Linked DNA regions of Mus musculus: all the other regions are linked to region 1. The links are chromatin contacts, called in public Hi-C and promoter capture Hi-C maps. All regions are on one chromosome and are shown on one strand. Each heading gives the region's core, a stretch centred on a gene start, on an enhancer-like site or on the middle of the called end of the contact. The rest is flanking DNA. Distances are from core to core; before and after follow the strand shown.

Region 1 (2,756 bases), core at 215-2,714:
CCACAGTATGTCAAACACTGTGCTGGGTGCTGTGCATATAAAATGAATAAAACACTATTTTGTATTTGTCCATTCTGCTTCAGCAAATCTGGGGCAAAAACAGTACTTTTGTCTAGGAGTTCAGTCAGTAGTGTAGAAAACAAAGATAAACACGCCTCTCATGGTACAGCGTTAAGCATCACACACTATCATATGGGGAAACAGAACTTTATCTAGGGGGACTCTCTTTTCTGTGTGGTCTTTATTTCATTTCCACTTGTCTGTGTTTATAAGTAGAAGTTTGCCAAAGGACAGGGCCAGTGTAAAGATCAGGGAAAGCAGGGCATCTAAGGCACAGGAATTGGTTTGAAAGAGGCTCTGAAATGGTAAGAGGAAGGTCCTGGAGTCTTCAAGCAGGTGGATGGGCTTGGTGTGGAATCCTGTGTGGAACAGAGAGTATAGGAAGGATCAAACCCAAAGGACTCAGTTGAAGCACAGGGTAGAATTTCATTCCAAAGGCAAGTGGGGGAGGAAATTACCAAATGAAGACTCAGGAGCTAGAAGCTGCGGTGAAAGCCTGCTAACTCTGAGAGGCAGAAAAAGTACTCAGCTGACCTTCCCACTCCACCGACTTCTCAGAAGGAAAAGCCCCTTCTCCTTCATGCACTCTTAAATACCCTTCACCTCAAACTCTCTCCTTTCTCTTGCTCATGTTCACTCTCTTGTCAGCTGGCTACTTGCTCTGCCGCCTGATCTAGGGTTGACTTTATTTAGCTCTTGGATTAATGTGCGCGCTAGGTAGGGGTGAGCCAGGCTACCTATACTTGTTTACAGTAAACAGAAAGTTCTAGGATCAAAGGCTGAGCCACAGTTATTAACAGATTCTTCCAGTTCACAATCTCAGGGCTCATAATGTGATCCAATATCCTGCAACCGGAAACTGTTTAAGCAGGGCAGTTGGATAATCAGATCTGTTTCTTACATGGTGGGTCTTACCAACTCAATTAGATGGCATTCAGGTTTCGGCGTCTGAAAGAGTGTATGCTGCTTGCACGGTGTGAATTGATTTTTATGCCTCGAAAAGGCATGTGTCCAGCATACTCACTTGTACTCTAGTGCCCACTTGTGCCAATGTTAATTGGGCCAAGAAAGTGACTTTTTTTACCCCCAAGTCTGTCCTTAAAATGCCTAGCTTCTTTATCTAGGGTTGGGTATAAATACACACAGCTTTTGTCTGTCTAAACCTTAATCTTTCCACTTTGTCACCTTTGCTGTAAACGCACGGTTCAGGATTAGGCTCTTCCTTTCCCAGCACTCGAATCCCAAGATTGCACGTTGCCGGGAGTCACGCCCATCTAGGAAATTGCCGGAGCAGGAAGTTTGTCCCTCTCGGCGCGCTGTCCTGACGTAGTCGTGCGCAGGCGCAGTTCTTCATTCGGCGGCGTGTTCTTCTCATCTAAGTTCCTGGTTCCCGGGCTGTGTGCGACGCCGGCTTTTCGCGGTCTACTTACTCCCTTGGCCGGCTCTGGACTGTCGCTCTCTGCCTTTCAGCGCCGGGACCACTGCTTGTGCGCGCACTGCACGCCTCCTCACGCGACAAGCTCATGGCGGAGCGCGGGGAACTCGATCTGACGGGCGCCAAACAGAACACCGGCGTGTGGCTGGTCAAGGTGAGTGAGACGCGAGCCCCGCGGGGCGCTTCCGAAAGTTCTGGGTCCGTCTTGCTCGGGCCACCGCTGTTCTGAGAAGCGGGTCGCTGTTGCGTCCGTTTGCAGGTTGGAGAAGTTACTTTAGGGGACACAGGGCGTCTTTCAGGCCGTCTCTCAATTTCATCCGCCCACCATGGAACTAACTCTCTTTACCGCCAAGACCTGGCCTTCCTGGAGTCCTGACCCGGTGGTCCCCGAGTGGGCAGTACATTTACCCCAGGTCGGAAAAGTCCTTGCGGTTTTCTTTTTGGTAAGGTTAACTTTAGTTATGAACGTGTATAAATTACTTGAATAGATATTCCGTACAGTTTTCTGGACCACAAAGTGGAGCTGGTCCCTGTGTACTCTGTTGTTTTGAAACAATCTCTCTGTGTAGACTTGGCTAGCCTGGAACTCGCCATGTAGACTCCTGTCGCTTTACACGGCTAGTGTTGCCTGGGTTGGTAATTCAATTGGAGCCTTCGAAAGACCTAGAAGTTCTGAATTCAAAGAGAAGTTGTTGACTTCGTGTTTTTAAAGAGCGAGTTTAGGATTCATGAAACCAACCAGCAGTAAATGTTTTAAGTGGTCATGCGGCAGACCTCGTTTGCCCCAGTGGTCGCCATCTATTCGGGTCACTTTTTTTTATATGGGGTGGGAGGCTCTGTGGGGAATCTCATTCTGAAAAACCATATTTAAATGGGATCATGAAAGTTTCCCAAACTTGTTTTTTAAATGGTTTATCTTTGTAATGAGTGTTTTAAGTCCATGGCTGAGTTCTCATCAAGACAAAGTGTTTCTTCCTGTCCTTTTCTCTGAAACAGCTCTCGTCGTTTGCCAGCACAGCAGACTATGTTAAGTTCTTCAAACCCCTGAACAGTTTCTAGTGCTCCTTTGTACCTGTCTGTATCTATTGTTGATGCCCCTACCCCCAAGTCACTTTCTTTGCACTTTGATTAGTGTTTGGCACATATTACTTTTCCAATATGTGATGAATATAAGAAATTGAAAAGGCACACGCCTTTAATTCCAGCACTCGGGAGGGAGAGGCAGGTGAGTGAGTTCCAGGACAGCCAGAGCTATACAGAG
Region 2 (2,700 bases), core at 170-2,669, 2.5 Mb after region 1:
TCAAGAAGCATCCCTACTCTCACACAAAATAAATATGAACTTTCAAACATTAACTTATCTCTCTTATTTTTTTTTCAAGAAAGGGTTTATCTGTGCTGGCTGCCCTAGAACTCCCTCTGTAGACCTGGAAGTCAGAGATCCACCTGCCACTCCCCCACAAGTGGTGGGATTGAAGGTGCGAGCCACCACTGCCCGGCATTAATAACTTTTTAATAAAAAACAAACAAACAACAACAAAAAGTTTACCTGGTTTTCCTCTTCCAGCTGTAATAGCTTCTGATTTCTTGAAATTGCAAGCATTTCTATGAGTTCCCTAAAAGAAAAACACCCATCACGGTATGGTGATACTTGCCTGTAAACTCAGTGTTTGGGAGGACTCAGACCAGCCTCAGATATCTAGTGAAACCTTTTCATAACACAGTAGAAACACAAAAGAAACTGTTTAAATTGCTCCCTGCCCCAACCGATTGTTGGGTTTATGGTCCTCCTAACATGCTGGACTCTCATGGTGACTACAAACACTTCAGCATTCGCTGGCTAACTGCACGTGATAAAGACTCAGCTGTGATTTACAAGAAAACCTCCTGACTCAACTATGTAGGTCTGTAGGCCAATAGTGCTGCCATTTGTGTAAATTATGTTTTCTTGTAAGACGGTGGCCATGGCTGCCTTCCCTTGATAAGACTTCAACTGATAGATTTAAGACTATCACGACGATGTGGAGTGTGACATCCAATTTACTCTATCTCGGCCACACACCAGCCAACCCCACTGTGCCCTGCCTGATGTTTCCAGGCTTTTTCAGATGATGGGCTATCTATCAGACGCCTAACAAATCTGATTTGACTAGCAGCCCATTTCTTGGGGACGTGTGCCCTGCTACCACCAGAATAGGAATCCCATCGGTGGACTGCAGGAGGCTGCGGCTCAACCCTTAGAAATCTGGTCCATAGCGTTTTAACACATTTGTCTCTCCTGTCACCCTGGGCTCCTTCGTGTTGGCATCTAGCCTCCCCTTGACTACTGGGGGGAAGCGTGCTTTTAAATGTCTGTTGCGTGTCAATGACTGAGGGGGCTCGGATCTGCCCCTCTTACCGGCTACTAAAGTTTTGACTGCCTTGGTTTCCAGGTCATGTGACTGAGATGTCCCCTTGGCGGGGAAATGCGGCCCAAAGCCCCCGAAGGCCCTAGACCCCACGTCCAACGGAGCCTCCCAAGCCCGCCTACCCAAGTCAGCGCCCACAGCCGAGCCGGCCGGAGCAGGCTCCCGGGCCGCGGTTACCTCGACAAGACCTCCAGATCTTCCAGCGCAGACAGAAGCCGCTCTCGCGTACTGCCAAGGCCGGCCATTCCCGAAACGCCTCCCATCCGCTCCTTTTCCTTCTCACCACTTGAAGAAGCCGCCATCGCCCCGCTGACCACCAGCCGTCGCATGCGCAGTGTGAGCTAGCCACAGGAGGGGCGGAACCGGAAGAAGGAAAGAAGAGTAATAGAGGTCGGGACGGAGAGGTCCGGCTAGAGCGCCGCCTATGTGCCTGGAGGTGCACTACAGTTCTAGCGCCATCTACAGGGCAAAGGAGGGCTTGTGACTCGTTCCAATCTGACATGCTCCAACCGGACCCAGGATGAGAGATGCAGTTCCCAGTCTCCTGGGTTTTATTTCCTCAGCATCAGTGGAAGGCTTCTAACAAAAGATTTTTTTTTTAAACTGGGGAAATTACATAATTATTAACTTCTATTTTGTCTGTATTCCGATAAAATCCCAGCCATCAAGTTTGGTCTCTCGTGAAGTTGTAGTAAACTTAGAGCAGGAAGTAAAATCTTTTCTTCCCTCCCCATTCCGTTGTTTGGTAGCAAAATACATATAATTGGCCTATAGACCAGGCTGGTCTCGAACTCAAGAGATCTGCCTGCATCTCGAGTCCTGGGGTTAAAGGGGTGTACCACCATGCCCCGCTACTAAAATTCAGTATCTTAACCATTGTATGTGTAGGGTTCACTGCCACTAAATTGCTGTTAAGCAAGGCAGTTGTGAGGCATGCCTTTAATCCCAACACTCAAGGAAGCAGAGGCAGGCAGATCTCCTGAGTTAGAGACTAGCCTGGTCACAGAGTGACTTCCAGGACAGCCAGGGTTACACAGAGAAACCTCGTCTCAAAACAAAACAAACAAACAAAAAATTGCGGCTAAATAACATCCCCAAAACTCTTCAACTTGTAAAATGTAAAAAAGGTGTGCTCATGAAGGTCTGACTTCCCGTTCCTGAAAACCACACTGTACTTTCTGTTTGTCTGGCTATTCTATGCATTTTGAATGAGTAGAATCACATGTTCTAGTTTGGGGCTTGGGGGTTTGCTTGTTATTATTTTTTGGTTTTGGGGGATTTGGGCTTTGTTTGGTTGGCTTGCTTTCTTTCTTTCTTTCTTTCTTTCTTTCTTTCTTTCTTTCCTTCTTTTCAGACCGAATCTTGTTGTGTAAACTAGTCCTAAACTAAGAAGGAACTCACTTTCTCATTACAGCCTACTGAATGCTGAGCCCCTATAGCAGGCTGATTCATTTAGCATAATGCTATCATGGTTCATGTACATTGGAATAGGTGCCAGAATACCCCTCCCTTGAAGTCTGAATAATACTTCCTGTATGTGCTAACCGTACCCCCTATCAGATGGCATTTAGCTGGGTTACCTTCTTGGTTTTCGG
Region 3 (2,814 bases), core at 233-2,732, 2.5 Mb before region 1:
AATGGAGGACAGAAAGCCAAAGGCAAGAGGCCTCTCAGGCCATTCGCTTCTCAAGTAGTTTAAAACAACAAAATGATAAAAAAAAAAAAAAATCTACATATTTTAAATACAAGTCAGCAGCCAGCGCTTAGGGCTCTGACTTAACACATTTTGGAGACTGTCAAGGTCATTGGAAATTGGTTCTCACAGGATTGTCTTTTACCTGGACGAGTTCCTTGTTGTTTCAGCTTCCGTAAAATTCACTCTCTACAGGGAAGAGCTTACTAGTTTTTTGTTTTTTTTTTTAAACTAATTGTTATTGTTCCCCCCTTTAAGAGGTCAAAGCTTTTCATTGTAGACTAAACTCCCAGTTCTTTTCTTGGTTGATGAAGCAGTAAGGGATCTAGCCTCTATTATCATCCCAAGTTTATTTCTTGTTATTCAAATGTGCTAGATTAGATCCGGATTTGGGGCTTGTGAATTATTCTACTTTCTGCTAGCGATGTAGGGCTGCTATCCAAATCACTGCCTGAATCTTTCCTCCCACAAGGGCACCACCCCCAAGCAGTGGCCCAATTGTAACCACCACCATCAGATGATGATAATCTGCGAGTTAACACCTACAGATATCCACCCCCTCCCCCAACCCGGCCCCAGCTCTCAACAACCTAATCTATTTGTCTTCATAGTGTTCAATAGACAACCTGGAATTATGCCTAAAACGTGTAAGGAAAGCAGCCAAAAGCTGTTGAAGAGAACGAAGATATGACTGTACTCTTTCTTGTCTCTCTCCCCTAAAGAGGATAAAACAAATAAGGAGCATCTACTTCAAAATGTCCTTCTCATCTCTCGGCCAGTTTGAGGACCGTATGTCCTTGAGGAGACCATGCAACATGACTGCACCGATTCCTCTGATTTAAACAGGAATCACACAGCTTGTCACCCAAGGCTAGGCTTCTTGGTGGTCAAAGCCTTATTTTCCAATTTCAATGGCCCGTGGGGTTGGGAAGTGCACTGCCCTTTAGACTGACTCCAGAGGTTCCGATTGGGCCCAAGGCTTCCTCAGTGGTTTCCCCTGATGATGTTGGGAACCGGGCAGACCCATTCTGAAGGATGGGCTGTGTCTGGACCCCTGATGTCGTGGGCTGCCACTGGCTGTGGGAAACCAGCCCCAGGAAGGTCTAAGGGTGGCGGATGGGATGCCAGCATCCTGGGCTCGGGCGCTTGCCAGAGGAAAGGGTTAAGCCGTTCCCAAGGCAACGCACCAGGAAGCGCGCAAGACGTCAGCCGAGAGTTCGTAGGTCAGCTCGAGGTTTAAAGCTCCCACGGGCCGAGGGCCGCCTGGCCAATGGAGAGGGCGCCTCCGCGTCACGTGACGGGCGACCCGCAGCTTTGCCCTCCAGAGCACGTGGGAAGATATTTTCCCCCCACCCCTTGTTCCTTTTGCGCGGGCTCGGCCACGGGGTCGTTCTCGCGAGAGGTGCGACGGCTCTCGCGAGAGTGAGTGGGCGGCGTGGGGAGGCGGCGGCGGTGGCGTCGCGGGCTGGGGCGGGCGAGGGGGAGCGCCGCTGCGCTGCGGCTCGCGCCACCGGGCGTTGCGGGCCGTGACGGGAGGCTGACATGCCCGGGAGCTGAGAGGCTGTGCCGCCTGGTGAGCGGGGCAGGGAACCGGGAGCCAGAGGGCCGGGTCCAGACTGCGGCCGGGCGCCGTGGCCTCGCTGCGTGGGGCGCGGGCGGGAGGACGGTGCACTTTGTCCTCCGCAGCAGCATCCTTCCCTGTCAGCGTCCGAACCCAGGTCCCCGGCGCTGCCCTAACCCCAGATGCCGCTGTTTGCATCGCTGTCACGTCGCCTCCAGGCTGGCCAAGCATCCGAATTGCGCTATCAAATAGAAAATGGGCTGGCCAGACCACAGTGACAGTACAGTCTAAACCCCTGGTATAGCTTGGTGACAGTCCTTTAGCTCTGCCTACGGTCTTTAAAAAGAAAAGAAAAGAAAAAAAAACCCTATTAGTTGGAGGTGGCTTAGCTTTAGGCATTAAGGCATTTTGCGGTGAGCAATACTGCTGAGACACATCGCTAATGGCCTTGGCGCATACTGGAGTTAATATTCGCAGTTCTTTTATAGCCTTGTGATTATCCATTTGCTTCTAAATCGCTTGTTTTCCTTTGCATCTTTCTCACCTTGTTAGCAGTGTTATTTATATTGGTACTCAATTTTGTTATGTATGAAAATATATAAAATAAGGGCATCAGGAAAGATGGAGTATTTATTCATGCAAAGGTGATTTTGTTTTAATGTCTTTGTGTTTGCTTGGTGTGTGTGTGTGTATGTGTTGGTGTGTGTGCTGGTAAAAGGCAGCCTAGTATGATTGATGTCATTTTCAATAGTCCCACCTAATCTTTCAAACTATAGAAGCATTTTTTTCAAGGAATAACCTGGTTATTCATACTTGATTGTGTTTTCCAGGCAGGATTGTGAATCATAGGTTGGCAGTAAATTAAGCAATTAGTTGTGTAGTTAGTAACTGACTTATGAGGGATGAAGGGATATGAGGGAATTGGGGAAGACGTGGGTTTATAAGCTGAGCTGTGGCTAATGTAGATAGCTACAGAACTGCTCAACTGATCTGCCTGGAAAGGAATTGGCAGTATATACTCTGTGCCCAGTGATGTTTCTCAGTTGTTGAAGATTCTGAAGTTGGAGGCCCAGAACTGTAGTGAGAGATTTGCTAGCCTTCTCAAGCCTCTGAATTCCAGGGCTTCGTCAGGGAAACAGAAGAAAATCCTTTGGGAGAAAGGATGGTACATTTTATTTTAATTCCAAAGACTTAGT

What was found. Promoter capture Hi-C pulls out the DNA fragments that hold promoters and counts their contacts. A called contact is a pair of places that touch in the nucleus more often than the background predicts.
Region 2: a contact with region 1 is called in a Hi-C map of CD4 T cells, with 4 times the contacts expected there. The contact joins the promoter of Med4 here to the promoter of Gtf2f2 in region 1.
Region 3: a contact with region 1 is called in a promoter capture Hi-C map of pre-B cells, with 2.2 times the contacts expected there. The contact joins the promoter of Akap11 here to the promoter of Gtf2f2 in region 1. A contact is called at or near these places in 1 of 39 promoter capture datasets (pre-B cells) and 1 of 115 datasets of contacts at active chromatin or transcription factors (astrocytes).

The regions. Positions count from the first base shown.
Region 1 is chr14:76,009,573-76,012,328 of GRCm38.p6, reverse strand. It overlaps Gtf2f2 (general transcription factor IIF, polypeptide 2), which reads left to right and starts at 1,464. Exons shown (of 8, transcript NM_026816.3): 1 at 1,464-1,649. The coding sequence starts at 1,584. It overlaps Gm36429 (a long non-coding RNA gene), which reads right to left and starts at 1,583. Exons shown (of 2, transcript XR_383601.2): 1 at 1,246-1,583; 2 at 217-419.
Region 2 is chr14:73,508,768-73,511,467 of GRCm38.p6, reverse strand. It overlaps Med4 (mediator complex subunit 4), which reads right to left and starts at 1,419. Exons shown (of 7, transcript NM_026119.3): 1 at 1,283-1,419; 2 at 247-313. The coding sequence starts at 1,407.
Region 3 is chr14:78,535,528-78,538,341 of GRCm38.p6, reverse strand. It overlaps Akap11 (A kinase (PRKA) anchor protein 11), which reads left to right and starts at 1,482. Exons shown (of 12, transcript NM_001164503.1): 1 at 1,482-1,630.